Linked DNA regions of Rattus norvegicus: region 1 is linked to region 2. A link is a contact called in public Hi-C data. All regions are on one chromosome and are shown on one strand. The core of a region is the stretch at or near the end of the contact, and the rest is flanking DNA. Distances in the headings are between cores, read along the strand shown.

Region 1 (6,875 bases), core at 2,134-4,633, 64 kb before region 2:
AAATAAAAGAGAAAAAAGAAAAAAAGAGGCACAACATTCACTAAGTAGCTCCTCCTGGCACATGCCTATAATGCTAGCACCTAGGAAAGGCACAGGCCAACAGAGTTCACACACAGACTCATCTCAAAAAAAAAAAAAAAAAAAAAAAAAAAAGAAAGAAAAGAAAAAAACAAAAAAACTAGATAGAGGATAGAGGTACATTATTTTCATCACTACCTCCTCCCCGAGTCACCCCCAGCATCAGGCATACAGACACAGCAGACAAACAGCCATCAGTCTCCCTTTCACTATAGTCAACGAACAGCTGATACAATCAGCATCGTAAGTGCAGAGGAAGAAGATGGATCCTGCAGGGCCGATTTTTGCCAGACTGTGGCATGCAGGAGGCAAGCCATGTAGTCAAGAGCCTGCCCAAATCCAGGCTGCAGCAGATGGCTGAGCTACTTCCCAATTTAAATTGTCAACAAGATTCGACTTCCTGGGTTTGCTGTGTTTCATCATCACCCTAAGCCCCTCGCTTAGACCTCTGTCGACATTCAGTGACATCACGCCCAAGTCAACTTGGAACAAGCCAATTTCAAAATAAACTGCAGTCTTTCACTTCTATTTTTCCCCTGGCCAAGACTTTTAATTAGTTCATGGTGGGGAAACAAAAAAGAAAAGGTGATTTCAAAAAGCATTTAAAAGTCGCTCTTACTATGAGAGAAAGGGGTAGGGGAACGAAGGCAACAGAAACATTTCGGGTGATGGTGACATGTGACTTTAATCCCAACACTTGGGAGGCAGAAGCAGGAGAATCTGAGTTTGAGGCTGGCCTGGTCTACAAAGTGAGTTTCAGGACAGCCAGGACTACAGAGAAATCCTGTCTTGAAAAACCAAACGGGAAAAAAGAGAAAGAAAAATTAAAGTAATGACGGGAGCTGGAGAGGGGGCTCAGCATCAGGAGCACTGGGTGCTCAAAAGGACCTGGATCAGGCTCCCAGGACCCACCATATGTCAACCATCTGTAGATCTGATGCCCTCTTTAGACATAAACGTGGCTCTTATATAGATGTAATATCCATACTTGTAAAATAATAAATTGGCCTTTTTTTTTTAAAGGGGAGAACAAAAGACAGCCAAGTAAAAATAAAAAGCTTTCTAAATGCCTAAGTAGAGAAATAAGCTATCTCTTATCTTAGAGCCATGTGTGGAGGGAGGCACAGGCCTTTAAACTCAGCAATCAGGAGGGAGAGGCAGATGGATCTCTGAGTCTGAGGACAGCCTGACCTACATAGCTAGTTCCCGCATCCAGGTCTACTCGTACAGTGATAAAGAAGTCTTTGCCCTCATGTTCCACAGCAAGGGCAGGAGAGCCTGGGAGACAGCTTCCTTCTCCAACCTGAGAGAAGCATCATGGAGGTACGCAGCTCCTCAATAGATTCACCTGACCGTTATGCTACCAGACCCCCAACTGCCTCAGCACCATGGCCACCAACTATATGTAAGTATATGGTGGCTTCAAAATCAAGTGCACAGCCATTGAGTGAGGTCAGACAGCCTACCCAATAAAGGCAGCTACCTAGACTCCCCAATTAAAAAGAAAGAAAGAAAAAATGCCTATAGTCTAGCCACAGATTGTTCTATGTGAAAACTCTTCTTTCCAGAAGGGAGCTGCGGAGGACGTTATGACATGCAATGGATACTAAGCTATCTTGACTCATCTGGCTTTCCCTAGAGCCTTACTGGGAGAAGCCCAACCCTATGCACAACCCCTCCATCTGTATTGCTCCCCTCCCAAACTGTATTCCAAATTCGGAAAGTGCATTAGAGGGGGACTGCCTGGACGACAGTACTTCTCTAGCATTCACATAGGCATGAAGGTCCATCCCCAGCAAAGAAAAAGGAGTGCAGTATACCGACAATCCCAGTTACTGAGACAGAAGAATGACTACTAACTTAATAAGCTACTTCTCAAATCTAAGGGCCAGTGAGGTGACTCAAAGTATAAATGCACTTGACAGGAAGCCCCAAGGCCTCTGGTCCGCACACACAATGCTAGGACCACATTCAAATAACACATAAATAAGATATTAAATTTTAATTTAAAACCATTTTTGGATGTCGTTCAGTGGTGTGGTACCTGCCTAGACTATTAGAAGACCTGCTACATGTAAATGCTTCCATCTCAGACACAGGTATGAGGGAAAGTACCCTGGATTATCCAATCAAAGCTGGCGCCTTTCAGATGCTTCAAGTGGTTGCTTTTAATCTGCGTTCTTTCCAACACTGTCCTCCACCCACCTGTTCATGATCTTAGGTGTTTCTGAAATGAAGATCTATTAACAATTAGCTAGCCCATAACAAGCCATAACCACCTTGCACACAAATGAGAACAGAAATAGGGAAGGACTTCATGGGCAACTCATTTCAAAGGGGGTTATGCTAATTACACTCATCTGCATCCCAGGAGGGTCTGCACCCTACAGTAGCCTTCTCTAGAACTAAGAGCCCAGGAAAGGAGAGTAGGGAGGCACTGCAAGACTAGGAGATGGGACGATCTAGACCCCCAACTTCACCGCATCCACCGAGCGGGGTGCCACTTGCAGTAAAGCTGAACTCAAAATGCAATCTTTTAAAACAAGTCTCCAGGCGGCCAAGCTGGGCTTGAGGAAGAGGGGAGTTAGCGGGGACAGGGGACAGTTTGTCGCGGCCGCCTGCAGCGACCACAGGCCTTTCACCGCCACGCAGCACTTAGCTCCAGGCTGGAGCGCGCGCGAGGGGCGTGGGGGAGCGCGCCGCAGAGTCCCTGCGCGCCGGCGGCCGCGACTCCCACAGGTGGGCGGCGGGCGGTGCTCCGCTTCTCGCCGGGGAAGACGACCTGCGGCTGAGCGGGACCACAGCACGGTACCCAGGGGCTCTGCTTACCGGAGACCGCATGAGAGGCCAGTTAGGGTCCCCGCCGAGCGGCTCGCGTTTCCCTCGGCCTGTCGTGCAGGGTCCTCCGCACTGGCGAGCGCCCACTGCAATCGAAGGCGGTGCCGAGCAGCCTCGGCCTCCTCCGGGCGCGGTTAAGCCGCGCGGGCGGGCGGGCGGCCGGCTGCATGCGCCGCGGCACGTACGAGCCCGCACTGGCATACGCGGGCGGGGGCAGGGCGCCGGCGCCAAGGGGACCCGAGCCCGCGACCGCCCCGCTCCCAGCCCGACCACCCCACCAGGATGGTCGACTACCCTTTCTCCCCCGCCTTGGCTCCTCACCCGTGTTGGTCTTTAGGTTCTCCCGCAACAAGTGGCCGCTGGAGAGATGCTGGAGGCCAAAGTTCTGGGCGATCCTTTCGCATACCGTGCCCTTGCCAGAGCCAGGCGGCCCCAGGATGACTGCGCGCAGGAGTTTGGAAGCCATGGCTTTGGCGGTGGCCAGGACAGCAGCCCGCGCACTTTGCACGGCAGCCCCTGCCTCAGCACCTTCCGCACGCCGGGACTCGCCTGCCACCCCTATAAGGAAGGGGGGGCTTTTAAGACTGCCCCGCCCCTCGGCCCCGCCCTCCGCCACCTCCTCCGGCCCGGGCTGCGCGGGTGAACCGTCGCAAGCCTCACCCTCACTCCCCGACCTGCAGGCTCGGCCCTTTGGGGTCAGAGGTCAGTCAGACCCACCCGGGTCCTTCCCTGCAGCCCAGTCCAGGCGTGCGACTCCGGGAAGCCGGTGCCGGTCCCCACACGTGGGCAGAGCGGGAGCAGCTCGCCGGCCGCTTCTCGGTGACTGTCTCATCCCCAGAGTGGCCGCTGCCCACAACTGGAGGGGCCCACCTCCGCCCCAAGCAGCTGGAGAGACACACACCTCGGCGGAAAGGAGAGACCAGACTTAGCCCGGATCCCGCTGGGCGGCGCCGCCTCTGCCCGGCTGGCCGCGCGGGACTCGCTGCTTCTTACGTAAGCCGGGAGCGGGCTCCTCTCTACCGCCGCCGCGCCCCCTCCTCTCCCCTCCCGGCGTGTCCGGGGCCAGGCTGAAGCTGCGGGGGCGAACGGAGATGGAGCCGCCCTGAGGGAAAGGAACCGCCTGGGGACCCGGTCTATTGTCAAGGAGAAGGAAAAACACAACTTGTTGAGCGCCTACCCTGTGTCCAATTCTAGGCTGTATGATTTTATTATGCAACCTTTACAGGTACCGTTGGAGAAAGGCTTGGAATATTCACTATTGGTTCATATGTTTAGCAATGTAGAGTGGACATCTTTTCTTGTTTTAATCCCTGTGAGAGAATCAAATCGCCTGAGACTAGCCCTTGAACCAGAGTAGCTTACGCCAGTATTCATAGCAAGCCCTGGCAAGAGTAGAAAGTTGTGGGCGGACCTGAACTACTTATTTATTGAGACCCAGTCTCCAAAAACAAAACAAAACCTATTGTGTGTCCAACACTTTTCTGTTTGCTTGATATACAACAACAAAAAATGATGGAGCCCCTGCCAAAATTCTGAAACCTTGACTGGCTCCAAAACCAGCGCCCTGGAAAGGAGGAAGAGAAAGATGACTTTTTGCTGTACTCCGACCAGACAGATGATTCCAGGGCTTCTGTGCCTAAGATGTGTTACTCCCAACTCCCCACTCACCAACTCAAATGGAGGCTTTCTTTTCCTTACCCCTCACAAATACCAACCTAGACTCCCGCATGCTTCAGCCTTTGTTTTGGTTTGAGACAGGGCTTCTCTTCACAGCCTCGCCTGGTCTTGAACTCATGATGATGCTCTTGCCACAGCCTTCTGAGTACCAGGATTATAGTAACCAGTCACTATAATCCTGCTGCCTACTCTCCCAGTTGTGTTTCCAAGTTACATGAAAGCCCTCAGTGTCCCATCCAAGTACTAGGATGATCACCTGTAAGTCTGTCTTCTGCACCCTTCTCTTTTCTCTGCAGTTACGAGGAATACGGCTAAAGTAAAAACCTATTTCTGTTACTTGCCCACCTTGGTGTGTCCCACCTCCTTCCTGAGGTGGAAGGTTGCCTGCCTTGCTGGAATCCTTTGCGGAGTTCTGAGCATAACTGAGAGAGGGTGAGAAACAGCACAGTAGGGACACTGTGGAAAAGAGCCTCCTAGATCCCTGGCTGTCACGTGTGGTGGAGAACAGAGCATGATATGGTATCTTGCCAACCCAGCTTCCCTGGTTGCCATTCCACACACAGTCTTGGCAAGACAACACACTCAGGCCACCAACCCTGTGCCAACGTTTGTTCCGTAAACTCATTTCCTAAAATATCCCAGTGTGCTATAGACTTTACTGTGCACTCCTTCAATGAGCCTTTCGATGAAGAACAAGGAGAAAGGCTTCTAGTGTGAGGGGGCTTCAATCTCTTGTGTTCCTGCCATAGGCTCTGTAATAAAACAGCTGATCGTTCTTTACAGTGATTGATCGTTAGACAAGAGCCTACCTCAGAACCACCTGGAGAGCTTGTTTAAAACATCTTGCCGAGTGAGGGCCACCAAGGCATGAGGACTTGGATTCAGCCCCAGCACCTGTGTATTAACTGTTGGACACAGTGCTGGGAAGAGGAGACAGCAGGATCCTTGAGGCTTACTGGCTAACTAGTCCAAGCAAATTGATGAGTTTCAGATTCCAAGAGAAACCCTATTGCAAAATGCAAAGGGAGCCACCTTCCCTGGGTCCTCCATTCAGCAGGGAGGCTCTAATAGTTCACCACAGGGACGATGGTGCTGTTGGTGAGGAACTTGGCTGTCTCTAGGGACCTCAAAAAGACAGTTGGCAAACAGAAGTGCTTTCTGAGGAAGCAACCTGAAGCTGTTCACCTTGACACAACTTTGAAAGAAAGAAAAAAACAAAACAAAACAAAAAAACCAAACAAACAAACAAACAAAAAAAAAACAAACCACAAACCTAACTTTATCTCTTTAAAGAACCCAGTAGGGTTGGGCATAGTGGCTCCCAACTTTAACCCTAGCAAAGAGACAAAAGTACCAAGTGGATCTCTGAGTTCAAGGCCAGCCTGGTCTGTGTGTGTGTGTGTGTGTGTGTGTGTGTGTGTGTGTGTGTGTGTGTACAAATACAAAGGCCAGTGTAGGGGTGGAGAGATGGCTCGGTAGCAGTTTAACGTACTGGCTGCTCTTTCAGAGAACCCAGCCAGGTTCCATCCCCTACACCCACAACCATCTGTAACCCAAGGTCCAAGGTGGCTGGCCGCTGCAGGCACCAGGAATGCATGTACTACACAGACAGAAATGCAGGCAAAACATCCATCCACATAAAATAAAAACTTTAAATAAAATTGTAAAACCCAGTAGGAAATTTCCTTTTTGTTGGTTTTTGAAACAGGGTCTCTATGTAGCCCTGGATGACCTGGACTCAGTATGCAGACCAGGCTGGTGTCCAGCTCACAGAGATCGACCTGACTCTGCTTCTGAGTGCTAGGGTAAATCTTGGATTTGTGCTTATAGAGTGGTCACCTTGCTTTGCCCTAGACCTCACTGAACTCTTCCCATCTCGAAAAAACTCTCCAGATGACCCAAGGGAAGACCCATGACATGTCTGTTTTGACTTGTTTTTCCTTGATATTTTTGAAGCAGTCTTACTAAATAGCCCAGTATTGCCTAGAACTAGATCCCCCAGGCCCTCTTCCGAAGGCTAGGATTACAGGCATGGGCTACCGCACCTAATTTATACTTCAGTTCTTTGTGAGGTGACAGCAGGAGGACAATGAGAAGATGATTCATTAGCATTGTGTCATCTGAGGCCACGTCCTTTGTGTAAGGATTAAACCTGAGGGCTCTTGATTGCGGTACTGATAGGGATGGACTTGTTCAGAAGATTGGTCAGCATTCTAATCCTGATTATTCAGAGTATCAGGTGAACAGTTTCTCTTCAGTCTGGAGACATAGAACTTAGCATA
Region 2 (6,141 bases), core at 2,434-4,933:
AGAAGCTGCCTACCTCACCCAGTTTGCTCTCTCTGCTTGGAGCTTGCTGTCAAGGATGTGAGCTCTCAGCCTCCGGCATCTGTTGCTATGTCTGCTCATTGCAATGCCTCCCCACCAGGATGGACTCATGTCCCTCTGGAACCACAATCCTCCCTTCCTTCTATAGGTTGCCTTTAGGGGATGATATTTTATCACAGCAACATAAAAGTAACATGCACGACAGCCAAAGCCGTGCTCTCACTGGGACATGGTTTCTATTTATAGGGATTATCGTTTTTCGAGATATACATTCTTCAGGTATAAATTTGACAAACAGACGGAGATTACTGGGATTCCCAAATGCATTTAAATCAGCAGCTATGTAGCAATCCTGAGGACCAAAGTTTGACCTTCAAAATGATGTGTGAGTGTTCATGTATTGATGGCAAAAGACGTGGGTGTTTTTCCTATAATTACATTCCTGGAGTTCTCATCAATTTCTCTTTCTCTTTGGCTTTACAGTTAAAGGAACAGATGATTTAGTTATATAATTAGGCTTCTTCCCACTTCAGTGAAAGCTGATGGTGCTATAGCTAAGCTATGACCATTCCTGTGGTTATCTAGAGTAGCACATGGGGCCTCTAGCTATTATCTGTCCTAGTCATAGACGCAGATATACACAGCTATGCAGCAGAATCAATATTGTTAAAATATTGACTTTAACAATATGCTCCTTGGAGCTGTAAATAGAATTGGATGAAGCATTTATTTCCCAACCTTTTGACGTTGTAAATGTGGAATCCTGTCCCGAAGCTAGCTAGCATCTTTTCAACAGCCCCTTTTTGGCCTGTTCCTAATTCATAGGATCCCAGACCTAGAGGTTCAGACCAGGGACACTGTTTCCCTAGCATACATTAAGTTCAGTTCCTACGCTCCCTCATCCCCCAAGGAAAACATGGAGCCTATGATTTGATTCCTGACTCAACAAGATTTAAATCGCAGCTCAAACTTCAAGCATTTATAATCTAGTCCATGAAAGCAAAAGAGCAAGAGTCAGCATGACTAATTTATTTATTTGAATTAGAGAGAATTCAAAGGAGAGGAGCCAATATAGAGGGGGAAAAAAAAAAGAAGGGGGAAAGCAGTTAGTTTAAAAAGTTGAGAGAACAAAGTATGTTTTGCTTGGATGGGCAACCAAAGAAGCCTGCCAGGAATGGTCGGTAAAAGGTGTAAGAGTCATGAAACGTCTTCTGTCCAACCGTTACCGGAAACATGCAAGGAATTTCCTAGACTGGCCAGGATTGGATTGTGGGAAAGGTCTCTTCAAGCCTCCCCTTGGCTTTTATGGCAAGAAAATAGTGCGGACTATAGAGAGCCGTCGTTCTCAAAGCTTGTCCCCAATAGCAGAAAAGCATTGTCCTAAATTCCCTAAAAGGCACCGTGAAATAAATATTACGAGGACACGATGGCACAAGAAGGAGCTTTCAACTCTGCCACCAGAACAGTTATACTTCATAGTAACCATGTTGCCCTGTTCAATGACAAGGCACGCTCTCCAGCAGAAAGGGAAAAGGAGCTGAGTTCGCACACATGTTTGAGTCAAAACTCAAGAGAGGTGTCGGAAAGAGGTCATGAACCGCCACAGCAGTCCTGAGGGGTTAGTGTCTTTAGGTTCTAGGCACATGAATGTTACAAGACGGAACCACACCTGCACAGTACTAGGCTCCGCTGTACCCCTCAGATGTCATGCCTCATCCAAACTGGGCTCCAACTCGGTATTTGGCCTAGAGCTACGCTGCGTTTCTCATCTGTAAGTTGCAGCGCCCTAGTCAATGTTAAGGCCCACTTCTGCTTTCAATCATAGGAGAGGCACTCAGAAGAGAAACAAAAGTGAAAGCTCTCGAAGGAACACACACTAGTAACCTAAAGCACCAAGCTCTATCACTGAGAGACCTGGCAGGGTTCCAGACATTTATCCTTTCAGCAACTGTGAACACGGGGCACCTATCGCATCCTGTGGATGTGAATTAACACGGTAGAACACGAATCGGTCCAAGTCTCTGCAGCAGTCTCCTCAACCGTCTCTGGCACTCAACAACCATTTATTGAAATTTCTACCTCAATAAATCCAGCCACGATGCAAAGCCCTCCCCCAAACAAAACAAACAAAAAAAGCCAGCCTGCAATGTCACAAACTCTCCCTAAGCTGTGCGTCCCCCTTTAGGAAAAGAGCGAAAGGGGAGCAGAAAGAAAATCCGAACTGGTCTGATTCTGCCTGCCCTCGCCACGCGGTGGTGGCAAGGACCAGCATCAGAGCGAACTGTTTTACAACTTAGAAAATGCAGCGGTCTTTCAATTCTGTCAACTGAATAGACCCCTGGGCCACTGGAGCCAGGAGAGGGCAGGCAGCCTGGTACCCAGCAGAAGGCTGGAGCACACAACCCGCACAGCCAGGATCCGCAGACCCAGATGACGGGAAGATGCTCCAAGCGCCCCAGTCTCTGGCTCCCGGGCAGGGAGAGGCGGACGCGCACGCGCGCGCACGCACCACGTCCTTCGCCCGGAGTTGTGTCTCGTCTCCCTTTTGTTTTTCTCCGTTCCCGGTCATGAGACCCGGAAGTTTTTTTTTTTTTTTCAATCCTGTCTCCCTTTTCCACCCCCCTCCCCAATCTATCACATGGCAAAGCTAGAATAAAAACAGAAAAATGGCGACGGTCACGTTGTGGCGAGCCTTGCTGCGTCATTAGATAATCCTCATGCAAATAGCGGGAAGAACAAAGGAAGGGGGGCTCGGGACCCCCGAGGGCTCAGGTGGGTGCGGGGCGCGCGCGGCCGCGGGGGCGGCGTCCATGTGCGCGCTCCGGGTGCTGCGCTCTCGACCCCGGGCTGGCGGCGCGCCCTGGCCGGCCGGCGGGGCGCGGAGAGCGGCTCTGCGGCGCGCGCACGGCGCTCGCACTCGGGCCGGCCCGGTGCCCCGGAGCCCGGAGACGGCGGCGGGGGCGGGGGCTGCAGTCGGACGCCCATGGTAGCACGGCGCCAGCTCCGGTAGGCGGCGGACCGCGCGGGGCGGCAGCGCGGGGCCGGGCCCGGAGCTGTGGCGCACTCGCTTTTTCCCCCCACCCCCGCCCGGTTGGCTGGGCGCTGGCGTGGTTCCCTCGCCGTCCCGCGGCCGCTGGAAATAGAGCCGGGATGTTGTTTACATGACGGATCCGGCAGGAGGAGTCTTCGAGGAGGAGGCGGAGAGAGGAAGAGCGGAGTCCCCACGGCAGCGGTGGCGGGCCGGGGTGAGGGCGAGCGCCGCGCGGTCCCCGAAGCCAGGACACTGGAGCCTAGGGTAGGCAGGCGGGGACGCGGGCTGCGGGAAGGCTGTCACAGGGGGCTTTGGGGTTCCTACCCTGTCACGCAGACTCTTATGGGCAGGGAGAATGGAGAGAGGTTGAGAGAACCTCTGTTTCCCCTCACGTTCGGGAACGCCCCCCCACCCCTTATCCCCACTCTTTCCCGCTTCTCCCTGGACTCACCTGTTTATTTCCACCTCTCAGGGCTTTGGGGTTTTGTTTGTTTGTTTCAAATATGGGACAGAGGGGCTAGGGTTATTATTATTATAATTACTAGCGAGATTATTGGGAAGGCGAGAGCGTGTTGCTATAATCGATGCTAGTCCAGGTCGGTTTTCAGGAGGGGGAGGGGACTTGGCGGAGACCCCGGCTTCTGGCCGTAGCTGACCCCAGGGCGCCTCCCCGCCTTCCCGGTGAGGAATCCTTTCCCTGGCTCCGCGAAGCCAGCTGCCACCTTCTTGGAGAAAGACCACACCTATGCTTCTTCCCGCTTTGGAGGCGAGGTGAGCTAAGAAGCCAGGCAGTGCCCTGCCCACCAGAGTTTGGCCAGACCTCGACACCCCAGAATTGGTAAAAGGTGTTTCTTTTCACCTGCTTATAGCGTTGGTACGTCAGCCCTCTAGTCCCCAGAAGTTGCAGTTCACAGTTTACATTAGAATTTGTCTCTTCCTTACCCTTCTTCCCCCGTCACCCCCCCTCCCCCAACGGCAATGAACTCTTGAGTTTAAGTTGAGAAAGAGGTGTCCCCTGCCCTGCCCCTAGTGAGGTTTTGTTTTTGTTTTTGTTTTTAATTCCACAGTGGAATTAATTTACTCAGATCTACACTTCCCCAGTCTCCTCTATCTCCCATTAAACTTAGCCCAAACCAGGCCGAAGCTTCTATTCCCTGTGGGCCGCACCCTGGCCCCTTGCCTTTCTTCAGAGCCAAATGCCTCTCAAAGCAGAAGGCACACCCAGCCCTAAGTCTCTTCCAGGAGGGAGGGAAAGAAAAGGGATTGGGGGGTGAGGGGAACGGTATCCTCAAGTTCCGGTCCGAATCCCCCAGTAGCATTCCCCTCCCAGAGCCTCCTAAATTCTTCCTAACAGCTGTTTCTGCAGCCTCTTTTGCTCCTGTCCTTCTTGATGTTTAGATGGAGTGGATGGAGAAAGATAGTCTCCCCCCACCCTTATCCTAGAATTAGGCATTTTTTTTCTCCTCTGTCTTTTCATTTATTGTGTTTTGCATATTCAAGCGTGATTGCCTGCTATTAGAGTTGATTTTCTTCCTGGCTAGTGACTAACAGAGACTCCTGAGGGAAGGTGAGGTGAGGGCTGTTGAGAAGGGAATCATTCACCACGTGTCCTCAGAATTGCCAGAGAAGACCCTTCTGAAGAAGGCACTTCTCCCTTCCATGACATCACCACTAAGCCCTTCCAACTTTAGTTTCAGAACAGGAAGAAGGCTCAAAATAGAACTACCTTAGGAATCCAGTTCCTTCACGAGATCAACTTTTACATCAGCGGCTGAGGGAACAAAGTGAGCTTTGACCCGGAGTGAAAGGGAAGAGAAAGCGGTAGTGTTAGTAAATGCTTTTCTCAAGGTTGGCTGGTATATTGAGGCTAATGAGTGATAATTAGGTGTGGTGTTTATTATTCATATGTATTGGCATGTACACGGAAGCATATGTGTAAAGTAGGACTCATGGACTGTGATCTGCAATCCTGGTAGACCAGCCTGGTAGACAGAAGCTAGGAAGGGGTACTTGAGAAAGAGGGAGTCTGAGGATGCAGCAGCTGCTCTCGGTAAGTTGAGAGGCTTAGTGTAAACAGTAATTGTAACTTTCACAGGGTGACTAATGTCCTAGACAAAGACGGCCCAGTGTCAAGCTTTCTCTCCTCAGAAATTAACCCTGGTTGGGCTCTGGCTATCGTGGCATTTTGTAGACCAGGCTAGCCTGGAACTCAGAGATCCACCTGTCTCTGGGATAAAAGGTGTGTGCCACTACAATTGGCTGGTATCTCCAATCTTCTCCTATATGCTCCTGATTTGAGACAACACCTTTCTCCCTAAGGAGCACTTTCCAGAAACAGCTGCTTAGAAAATACTTTTGTAGAAAAAGAAAATACTGAAACAGTTGGTGTATACTGTAGCAAGACTTGCTGCTCAGTGGGGTAAGGGCTTGTATTCTGATTCAGGTTTAAAAGAATCCACGTGGCTTACAGAATAGTCTGTACCAGCTACTACTGTAGCTGCTAGCAACCCTGGGCACCAGCCATCTAAACTAGAAAGGCTGATGAGATCAAGTTTTAAACCCACTTAAATTTTAAAACCCATAAATGACTCAGGTATTGGAAACTTAACTGTTTGGAAAACACACACACACACACACACACACACACACACACACACACACACACATATATATATATATATACACATATATATATACACACACATACATATATATATGTATATATATGTATATATGTGTGTGTGTGTGTGTGTGTATTGGGATCTAAATACAGATTAACTATCTCTTGAAAATTCAGTACTGGACCCAAGATATGTTTTAAGTATAAGTACAGTGGATACTTATACTTAAGAAAAATAGGTTATTAATATGTCTCTTACTAATTTTAGCTCAGTGGGATTTTTTTGTTTTTTGTTGTTTTCCTTTTGGATTTTCAAGACGGGTTCTCTGTGTAGCCCTGGCTGTCCTGGAACTCACTCTGTAGATCAGGTTGGCCTCGAACTCCTGTAGATCCTCTTGCCCTTTCCTTCTGAGTGCTGAGACTAAAGGTGAACACCATTAAGTCCAGCTAATTTCAGTTTTAAAAAATGTGG

Evidence for each region. A called contact is a pair of places that touch in the nucleus more often than the background predicts.
Region 1: a contact with region 2 is called in a Hi-C map of mammary epithelial cells, with 1.9 times the contacts expected there. The contact joins the promoter of Ak4 here to the enhancer-like site in region 2. A contact is called at or near these places in 3 of 12 Hi-C or Micro-C datasets (frontal cortex, mammary epithelial cells and prefrontal cortex).

What each region holds. Positions count from the first base shown.
Region 1 is chr5:121,151,644-121,158,518 of GRCr8, reverse strand. Ak4 (adenylate kinase 4) reads right to left here and starts at 3,383. Exons shown (of 5, transcript NM_017135.3): 1 at 3,238-3,383. The coding sequence starts at 3,382.
Region 2 is chr5:121,089,078-121,095,218 of GRCr8, reverse strand. LOC120102934 (a long non-coding RNA gene) reads left to right here and starts at 369. Exons shown (of 2, transcript XR_005504912.2): 1 at 369-3,313. Within about 2 kb of position 3,683, at least 42 of the 93 cell types and tissues checked have an H3K27ac peak or open chromatin away from gene starts, as enhancers often do.